2 separate regions of the Zea mays genome follow, and region 2 is linked to region 1. The links are chromatin contacts, called in public Hi-C maps. All regions are on one chromosome and are shown on one strand. Each heading gives the region's core, a stretch centred on a gene start, on an enhancer-like site or on the middle of the called end of the contact. The rest is flanking DNA. Distances are from core to core; before and after follow the strand shown.

Region 1 (4,679 bases), core at 1,405-3,904:
GAGAAAAATGAAGAACTCAACACCAGCGATCATACCTCAAACGCAGCATGAAAGAGAGAGAGAGCTCAGTACTCAAAAAGGTAGGAAACAACGACTTTATTATATAAGAGGGGTGTCATTACATGAGCAAAATTAGTTCATTATAAATTGATCCTTACAAAAGACTCCTGCCCCCACTGCTACCCCTACACTACACCTACTACTTCTACTTAAGTCAATGTCACCTCGCCACTGGCACCGTCGTCGCCGTTGTCGCCCTTGCCGCCGTCGCTGTCGTCCTTGCCGGCTGCACCACCTTCATCACAGTTGTCTTACCCGTCGTTGTCGTCCTCCGCGAAATCCTCGGGTTCCTCCGAGTCATCGAGGCCGACACGCTCGATACCGTAGAGATAGGATCTCTCCTCTGTCGATAGACCCATGGAGTCGTCCGCGCAAACGGGCGACGAGGGTTCGGGGGATGGCGGAGGAGTCCCCTCCTTGGAGAGCTCCGAATCAATGAAGTCCTCCGGTGGGGGAGTCGGAGGATGCTTCCTTTTCCCACCTTTGGCCTTCCTCCTGCCCTTACCATCTTTCTTTCCCGCCATCGGGGTCTTTGGAGGAAGAAGTGAGAAAAGAGAAACAAAGACGAGTAAAGGAGTTGGCAGCGCACGATGGCCTATTTAAAGAGGCAAAGGAGCGCCTCTTAGTCTTTCGGACGTATAATGAACAGTACCCATCCCTCAAATGTTGCATGGGCTTCCAAGAGATTGTATGCTTCTATCACCCTTTGGCGTAACATGGCACCAACGAGCAGTAAATTAACCGCTCAGACGCATTATTATGCCTCGTCAACTCAAGCAACTATTCTTTGGACAAGACGGTATGCACACCCATTGGGTGCACAGATTGGATTTCTAAAACACAATCTTTAAAATATCAAACGGCAATCATGCAAAATGACAAACTTGAAGATCGGCAGAAGTATCCTGGTCAAGCCTGAGTCAACTGGACCTCTATCGGTTGAATTCAGTCGGCGGCTTTAACCAAACACGTCCCGACTAGAGTTCAGTCAACCAGATTTTAGTCAGTTGACCTTCCATCGGCCTAGTCACCCTAAAGGTACCATCAGATCAGAAGCATGATTTACTTGTATCCAGAGAAGTCAAACAAATCCTGCGAAGATAAGATCCTAAGGACCTTCTAGTTGATTGATACTCAAATCAGCTCGAAGCTCGGGGGGGCTACACCCTGCGGTGCACCCAATGGACCCGAACATGGCAAAGTCGCACTCGAAGAAATGTAATCAAATAGCATGACTCATTCTTAGAGTCTCAAGCCAATTACTCTCAAAAATTGGCTTGAGCCTCATGGGCTTGTGGGAGATAGATATCCCATGGGTCCTCGTAGCATGAATATGTTCAATGGGCTGTCTAGTGGGCCCCCAATAAGTTGTCCAGCAAGCATACTATTGGGCCGCACCCAGGCAAAATAGGTTTCATCAAAGAGAATGACGCTCGGAGTTGGAAGCAATCCTGAAGGATTGGCGCAAGGCTGCTATCTGTACGCACCTGTCGCAGAAGGATGGGTGATGTTCTGAAAGCATGTTTTGCGCACAACCGAATGGCAAGATACTCAGAAGGAAGCGATCGGACTCCAGAAGATCAGGAGCGCTCGCAACGACAGAAGATAGACTCAGATGTGATTAGATAAGCTTTCACGATCTGTAAAGAGATACCTTCCCATCCGTCTATATAAGGTTGTGGAGGTACCCCTACAAAACTCTCTCGATATCCCTCTCTTTCGAATCACGCCCACCATTAGACCGATAGATCTTATCCATCGCCAACCATGAATCATCTGTAATCTGTGCACCCCAAGCAAACTCAATACTCATCACCAAACATGACGTAGGGTGTTAAGCATTCAGGTGGCCCAAACCTGTATAATCCCCTTGTGTTCCGACGTGCTTCTTCCATCGAGTTACGATCAACGACGTCGTCCTCCCAAAAGCACTACATGGGTTACCCTGTAGTGCGCAATCGGAACATAAACACCGATAGGTACCAACATGCTAGAACTATCATAACCAAGTGAAAAAGAGGGTCTAAGAGGTTGTGATGCTCAGTTAGATTCATTGCTTATAATTTTCGTCATCTTTATGTTCGTCAATCGATGAGTATCAAGAGAATATAGGATGCGTACTTTACGGCTCGAACCACTCTATAGTGTAAAATGATAGGACACTAAATAAATTTTAGTTCAAAATAAATATAAATATGATCTAATCCTTAAATCTTATGGCCTTGTTCGGTTATTCCAATTCTATGTAGATTGAAGTAGATTGGAATGAATTGAGATGAATTTTGACTTGCTATAGATTTAAATCCTATATTATAAAATTTAAAGTCCATTGTCACCCATACTTGCATATCACGCCGAACTTATAGTCAGCCATACTTGCATGTCACGCCGAACCTATAGTCATAGCCACTAAAAACGCGCTTAGATTTAATGCACTGTCCTCAGAATCTCTGTGCTCACATTGTCGCGCCAATGTACGAAAACGCGTACGTTAATTGAGATGTACAGAAATCGACAAGACTGCACAAAACATTGCCTGTTTTCGGAAAGCAACCAGGCATCATGTACCAACCACTCGTCCTATTGACCAAACTCCACGTTGCCATCATGCTGCACGGATGCCTCGTCTATGCAAAACCAGTCGGTTCAGCATCGAGAGCGAGGATAATCCTGCGCAACAAAAACCGACACTGACGTCACCTTTGCCACTGGGTTTAACACATCAAGTCTCTGAAATGTCTGCATACAATAAGACCCTTATACATCGAACAGTATTTACAGGAGAATATACATGGTGTATTGAGCCTGTACTGAGATAAATACTCTACAAAATCTGCCGCCAGCGCATCTTCCAGCTCCAGGGCGCCGATAAATATCACAGCGGCAGACATGCCAGATCCTGCGGCATTGTCATGTGATGCAGGTTCGGGCCTTCTGCAGAAAACCTCATTGCTTGTGCAGTTCTCAGCATGCTCTGAGATGGCTAGGTACTGCAGCTAGATGACATCATGAATGGATGCTAACTTTACCACCACTATCAGAGACCTAAATCGAATGACGGAGGTGCAAAACTCATGTCTGATGCATTCTTAATTTCCACTGGTTTCTGCGTCGATTGTGTGGTCTTCTGTCTCCACTGTTCGGTTGCTTGAGCTTCAATTGCATCAAGATCAAGGTTCTCAAAGAAACCATCATCAAAATATAGGTGATCAGCGACTCTGCTGGCGACGTGTGGAGATGGTTCTGGTGCTGGTTCTGGTTCAAGGTTTATAACAGGGATCGCCAGAGGTTGCTGGAAGCTTAGCCTTCTCTTTCTGCAATCCAGCTTAGTCGATGATTCACAATTGGCGATCCCTCTTTCACATCGATCCTGTACAAAACTGTACGATGGGCTTGGGTTTATGGTATGATGTTGTGTTTGAATCTCTTTGGGAGTCTCAGTGTAATTGTGCCTAGCCTCTGAAGAATAGCTTGAATTTCCGGTCCGAGAAGCAGAATTGTAAGAAACATCAAGGTACCTTGAGGGTAGAACTACTGGGGACTGAGTAAACAACGATTGCCTGCACAAACATCAAACGAAATTGGCTTCAGGAAAAATAGCAAACATATGAACTAAACTCGTGCAAATAATGTCAAACTATGTTACAGGCTGAATATCTTAATCATAATAATCAAACCGTGCAAATCCATTTGTTTTCAGTTGTAAAACAACGCGGTAATTTTGAACTGTAACTATCGATTATAAAACTTCAGCACTTGTGCTTGTTGATGCCATATTGAATGCCAGGAACACAATAACCACAAACATGCAATCTAGATGGACATCATTCCAAAACTGTGCCGGAAATGAGTTGGCTAATGATCTGATAATACCTGTAGAAACCCATCATGTCACCATTGTGTCGATCACCTTGTTCAGTTTGTGTAAATTCAGTTGGAGTTGCCTGATCATCAATGAAGCTATCTTCGTATTTATCTTCACTCTGATTATCATCCTCATCCTCTGAAACATATGCATCTTCAGACACCCTAATGCAATAATGCAAGAGTAAAGTTGGAAGTTGGTAAGATAACATGACGCATAGGTATAGGTAAGCCATAAAAATAGCAAAAAACAACCAGCAAGAGTTCGTCTGCTGGTATGTAGTTTCCATTCGAAAGGTGACAGGAATCTTACCCGACTTCCTCGTCAATATAGGCATCTAGACGCCTCTTGGTCTTCCTTTTTGTCCCTAGAATACGAGGTTCAAAACATCCAACAAGATGTAAAGATATGTTCCAACAAACACAAAAAAGAAAATGAAAAAAAAAATAACAATATTGAACATTGACTATAAGGGTTGCAAGAACCAGCTCACCCATAGCATGTTTTATTTGGTTTGGCCTATCTTTATTAGCAATATTGCATTCTTCAAACCTATCATCACAGCCATCCAAAGATATGGAAGAGACTCTTTTGATCTTGTCACCATATTTGCATAGTCTTCTGTACTTAGGTGCTTGCTGGACTGATCCCGATGCATCCCCCCCTGACCTAAGCTGATAATCACCTGAGAAACTATCACACAGCATATTCCCAGGAGTATGTCTTGTAGTAGTAGCCATCTTCACATTTGAAG
Region 2 (4,679 bases), core at 1,421-3,920, 210 kb before region 1:
AAGATATTTGAATGTGATTAACTCTCCGGCGGCTGCGACGTAGAAAACCTAGCTCACGCCCTCACGCCTGGGCCTGACACACGCGTCTGATTTGGGCCCAATTTAAAAAAGGGCCGAAATTTTTGGTCGATAGGTAAAATAGATGGGGCCCAGCGATAAACTAGAAAATCGGGTTTATCGGGTCGTGTGTCGGCGGTAAAATTTTCCCTACTCTAGCCCAGACCACTGTTTGGTGCTGTGCTTAAACTGAAGTTCACCATTGCTGGCCCCCACTCTGCTCGAAATTAAAAGCCTGAAAGCTTGCTTGGATCTTGTCGTGAGTTCCTGACACTACCTGCCAATAGACTACCAACCACCACCATCATGCATGCTCAACTCAAATGCTCATGCTCCGACCAGTTACAAGTAGGCCATTAATAATAAGAAACCAAACAAAAGCGGCCCCCAACCAATCCATGCCGCTGCTCCGTGGCACTTTTCATCCCTTGCATTCACATCCCTTCCGCCCCTTGTACCTACCTACCTACTGTACCTAACCAACCAACAGAGTCCAGAGGAAAGGAAGGGCATCTCTCATCTCATCAATCCCATTCGCATGCATCATGCTCCGATGCCCAGTTCCCCTTCCCTCGCTCTACAAGCTAGACAAGCTTTTTCCAAGCCAAAAACCGGCACCCAGCTTTTCTGTTTCTGTGAGCAGCGCGCGTCCAAGTGGGTCATGTGTGGCTGCAGACATCCAGTAACCTGGCTTGTCCATAGCCACCAGCGAAGCACCGTCCAAGTGGTCACTGCGCTTTGCTTTTCATCAGCATCTCAGGCAGGAAGAAGGCAGGCCATTATCAGCCATGCATGCACATGACTACTGATGCGGGGGGTTTTTTTTTGCCGCAAGAAGAGAACATCTGCTCTAGCTATAGGTGATGGAAGAAGATCATCGATGATCAAACTACTCTAAAGCATGATTTGTTGAGGAGGCATGGGCATAGCATGATCACTTTGTCCTCCGAATTGAAACGACAAGACGAGAGCACAACTCATAACCCATGATGCGTGTTTCAGAGACTTGTTAAAGCCTAAGCATGTGTGTCTTTTACGTACTACTACTACTACTAGCTGTAGTTAACTACTATCCCTGCTCAGCTCTGCCCCCCTCCCTCACCCTCAGTCTCGATCGTAATAACGCTCCCATTTTAATGATGTCACTGATCGCTCTTACTACACTATTGGCCTCTGTAGCAGGGCGCCGCCGCCTGTAAAAAATTCAGAGCCCATTGGTGGGAGTGGGAGTGGGAGTGCGAGGAGGAGGAGGAGGAGCTGCCGTCGCCGCAGACGCACTCGACGCCCGGCCGGTACCCGAGGCTGTTGAGGCACAGGCACACCGCCGCGGCATTGGTGCCGCCCGCCGCCGTTTCCTGCTCCTGCTTCATCACCAGTGGCTGCTTGATGATGCCGGTTTCCTCCGGCGGCTGGTAGGCCGCTAGGCTGATGGACAGGTTGAGGTCGATGTCGAGGTGGCGCCGCGGCGGCGTGGCGGACCGCGGCTCGTCGTCGCTGCTACGGCTGTAGGCCTCGTCCGGCGAGTTCGAGATGACGACGACCTCCAAGTGGTCCTGGTGCGGATGGCCTGCTGGACCGCCGCCGGCCGCTCGCTTCTGCGGCTCCTGCAGCTGGTAATGCTGCTGCCCCGCGGTCGCGCTGGCGAGCGGGCGGTGCGTCTGCGGGTCCATGCCGCGGGCGAGGAGCTTGCGCTTGATGTGCGTGTTCCAGTAGTTCTTGATCTCGTTGTCCGTCCTGCCCGGCAGCCTCCCGGCGATGAGCGACCACCTGCATACACATACGCGATCAGGAACGGTTCTTCTTTTTTTAATTTCATCTCTATGGACATGCATGGCATGGCAGCCTACTTGTTGCCGAAGAGCTCGTGGAACTTGATGATGAGGTCATCCTCCTCCTCGGTGAAGTTGCCGCGCTTGAGGTCCGGGCGCAGGTAGTTGATCCACCGCAGCCGGCAGCTCTTCCCGCAGCGCAGCAGACCTGCACAGCCGTCCATCCGCCCCGCACATCTATCAAACTCACCCCATCTTGGAAACATACAAGCATGGCATGCATATATCTTGATCCGCATCCTACGCACCTGCGGCTTTTGGTAGCGATCTCCAGCAGCCCTCGCCGTGGGCCTTGATGTAGGCGACGAGGCGCTGGTCCTCCTCCTTGGTCCACGCGCCCTTGTTGGTGTGCGCCTGCTCGCAGCACGGGGACCTCCCCATGCCGGCCGCCCGCCAGGCAGAGATCGACGACAGCCACGCCGCGCACAGACAGAGAGGCCTCGCTGCTGCCGGAGTGGGTGGGAGTACGTAGTCGATCGGAGGATGCTGGACTGGTGGCGGCGATCGATGGCGTGGTTTTGCTGCGAGCCTTTCGCGAATGGAGAACAGAACAAAGGCAAGGAGCCGGGGAGGAGCGGGGGAGGAGTGGTTGGTTTTATACGAAAGAGGGGTCGAGGTGGAGAGCGTGGAGGAGCGAGGGCCGAGGGTGCCCGCCCCATTGACCCGGATCCCTGTGAGTGAGCCATGGCCCCGTGCCCATGCATTTGACCGAGTTGGTGTGGTGGTGTGATGGGGTGGGAGGTGGACCACCCGGTCGAGTGGTTGGTTGGCTGCGAAGCAGAGCCGCAGCGAGGGGAGAGGAGGGGAGGGGCGCTGCCTGTATTTGGTAGGTGTAGGTAGGTAGGTAGGTAGGTGCGCTTCACTTGAGTGCCCGTTGTCCTATTTCCGTTGGGATTTTGCTAAATTCAGGTATATGGATTTTAGTTTTTTTCAGATAATAGTTATTATATATTTTTAATACTAAAATTACATATACGATTTATTGTATTTTATATAGATATAGTCTGTAATTTGTAGTTTCGAGAATAAAGAATTTATAAGACAACATTATAAACCTAACAAATCTAATTACGTGTTGGCACGATAATAATAAAAAAAATATTTGTATAGTTAAGCAAAGACAAAAAAAAATGATTTGTTATAATACAAAGACAAATCATAAAAGCAACATTTCATACTAATTAGGTTATACATGCGTGTTGACTCAAATTATCTAAAATTCAGACACTTTTATGCAGTTTTTTCTTTGTGTTTTTTTATTAATTTTTTTCCATTTGATGGTCACCATCCTTCCTCCCATGCTGCTTTTATTCCAGTTTGTTCTGGGGAAGGGAGCTTGCTAGCTGTACGCTGGGACTGTACCCAGCTGCAGCTACAGGCTAGGCTGGTAGACGCGGACGGCATGCTTAATAATTGATCGTATAGTAGTGGTGTATAATTTTAGCTAGTCCTAATCAGATATTAATGCTGCAAATAATGATCACATATTTTGAGATGAAACCTACCACGGCCTCTTCTGTTATTTTTGGTTTTCCCAACCTTTATCTCTACTAATATAAATCACTAATTTTAATAGTCGTCCGGCGTCTCGTATAAGATGTTTCCTTCATCCATCTCGTCTACAAACTAGAGATAAGGTAAAACTTATATGCCGGCTAAGAGTACATGACTATATATTATATATATATATATATATATAATTTGTTTTTATGTAATTGTTGTGTCTTAAAACTTTATCGAATATTTAGTCTCTGTTTGGTTTGAGTGACTAAAGATTAGTTCTTTTATTTTATTCTCATTTAGTCTTTAAGGCCTGTTTGGTTGGCTTCTCCCTGTAGCCTTGTTGCATGAGCCAGGCCGCGCGGGAGCCTGGTTTCAAAGATGCGACCAATTTGCTCGCGCCTGCAGACCCTGACCCAGGGTGCTTTGAGTATCGTACAAGCCTCGCTCTACATCTGCATGCATGTAACCAAACACACACCTCGCACGCGTAGATCCTCGTTGACAACAAACAAACACTAGCTCATTATATCCCGCGATGCAGGCACCAGCAAATACAGGCAACCAAACTCACGATAAATATCAAACGGTGGGACTAAAATAAGAACTAAACTAGTTTAGTCTCTAGTCCATCAAAGGGTGACTAAATGAGACTAAACCATATTAATTTCACTTTTTGCCCCTTAATTATTTTAGTTCCACTAATTGAGAGAGAATGGGTGGTATTTTGGTCTTCTTATTATTTATTTAATGTGCTCTAAATACTTTTAGCTGCTACAACCAAATAGGATAATGACTAAATTTTAGTCCCCTAATTAAACTTTAGTCCTTGGACTAAAGAAACCAAACATGCCCTAATACATGTGTGATATATTCTTATTGTAATGTTGTTGTAACTGTGCTCTGAATTAGAATATAATCTTGGTGTCATATATATGCATAGGTATGAAATAGAAGATCAATTAACTGGAGCAGTCATGTGAACAAGCATAACATCATAAAATGATGGAAAATAAAAACATGTGTTTGGCATGTTGACGTAGTTGTACGAGCCAAAATTGCTAATTTGTTATACCTAATAATCCTTACGAATTCCAAATGTTTCTTTCTTTCAAATGGTACTTTTCTTCCCTTTTTAGTTAGTTTCTAGTTAAATGCGCAATAGGTGTGTACGATTGTGCTCCGGACCCGTTTGATCTAAGGGGTTATTTTTTAGTCCCGTTCCATCCATAGTTTGAATACTAATTAGAAGTATTAAATATAGTTTAATTATAAAATTAATTACACTAAAGA

What was found. A called contact is a pair of places that touch in the nucleus more often than the background predicts.
Region 2: a contact with region 1 is called in a Hi-C map of leaf, with 7 times the contacts expected there. The contact joins the promoter of LOC100384270 here to the enhancer-like site in region 1. A contact is called at or near these places in 19 of 25 Hi-C or Micro-C datasets (bundle sheath, ear, endosperm and 6 more) and 2 of 3 datasets of contacts at active chromatin or transcription factors (leaf and seedling).

The regions. Positions count from the first base shown.
Region 1 is chr4:212,981,521-212,986,199 of Zm-B73-REFERENCE-NAM-5.0, reverse strand. LOC103654570 (DEAD/DEAH box RNA helicase family protein) reads right to left here. Exons shown (of 22, transcript XM_008681414.2): 19 at 4,419-4,679; 20 at 4,238-4,292; 21 at 3,934-4,089; 22 at 2,582-3,620. The coding sequence ends at 3,098. Among protein-coding and RNA genes, the nearest start is that of LOC103654570, 29 kb to the right of the region's middle. Within about 2 kb of position 2,654, at least 14 of the 20 cell types and tissues checked have an H3K27ac peak or open chromatin away from gene starts, as enhancers often do. A contact at or near this core is called in bundle sheath, ear, leaf and 3 more, where this site is marked.
Region 2 is chr4:213,189,102-213,193,780 of Zm-B73-REFERENCE-NAM-5.0, reverse strand. LOC100384270 reads right to left here and starts at 2,670. Exons shown (of 3, transcript NM_001176835.1): 1 at 2,135-2,670; 2 at 1,905-2,034; 3 at 1,025-1,824. The coding sequence starts at 2,590. The coding sequence ends at 1,478.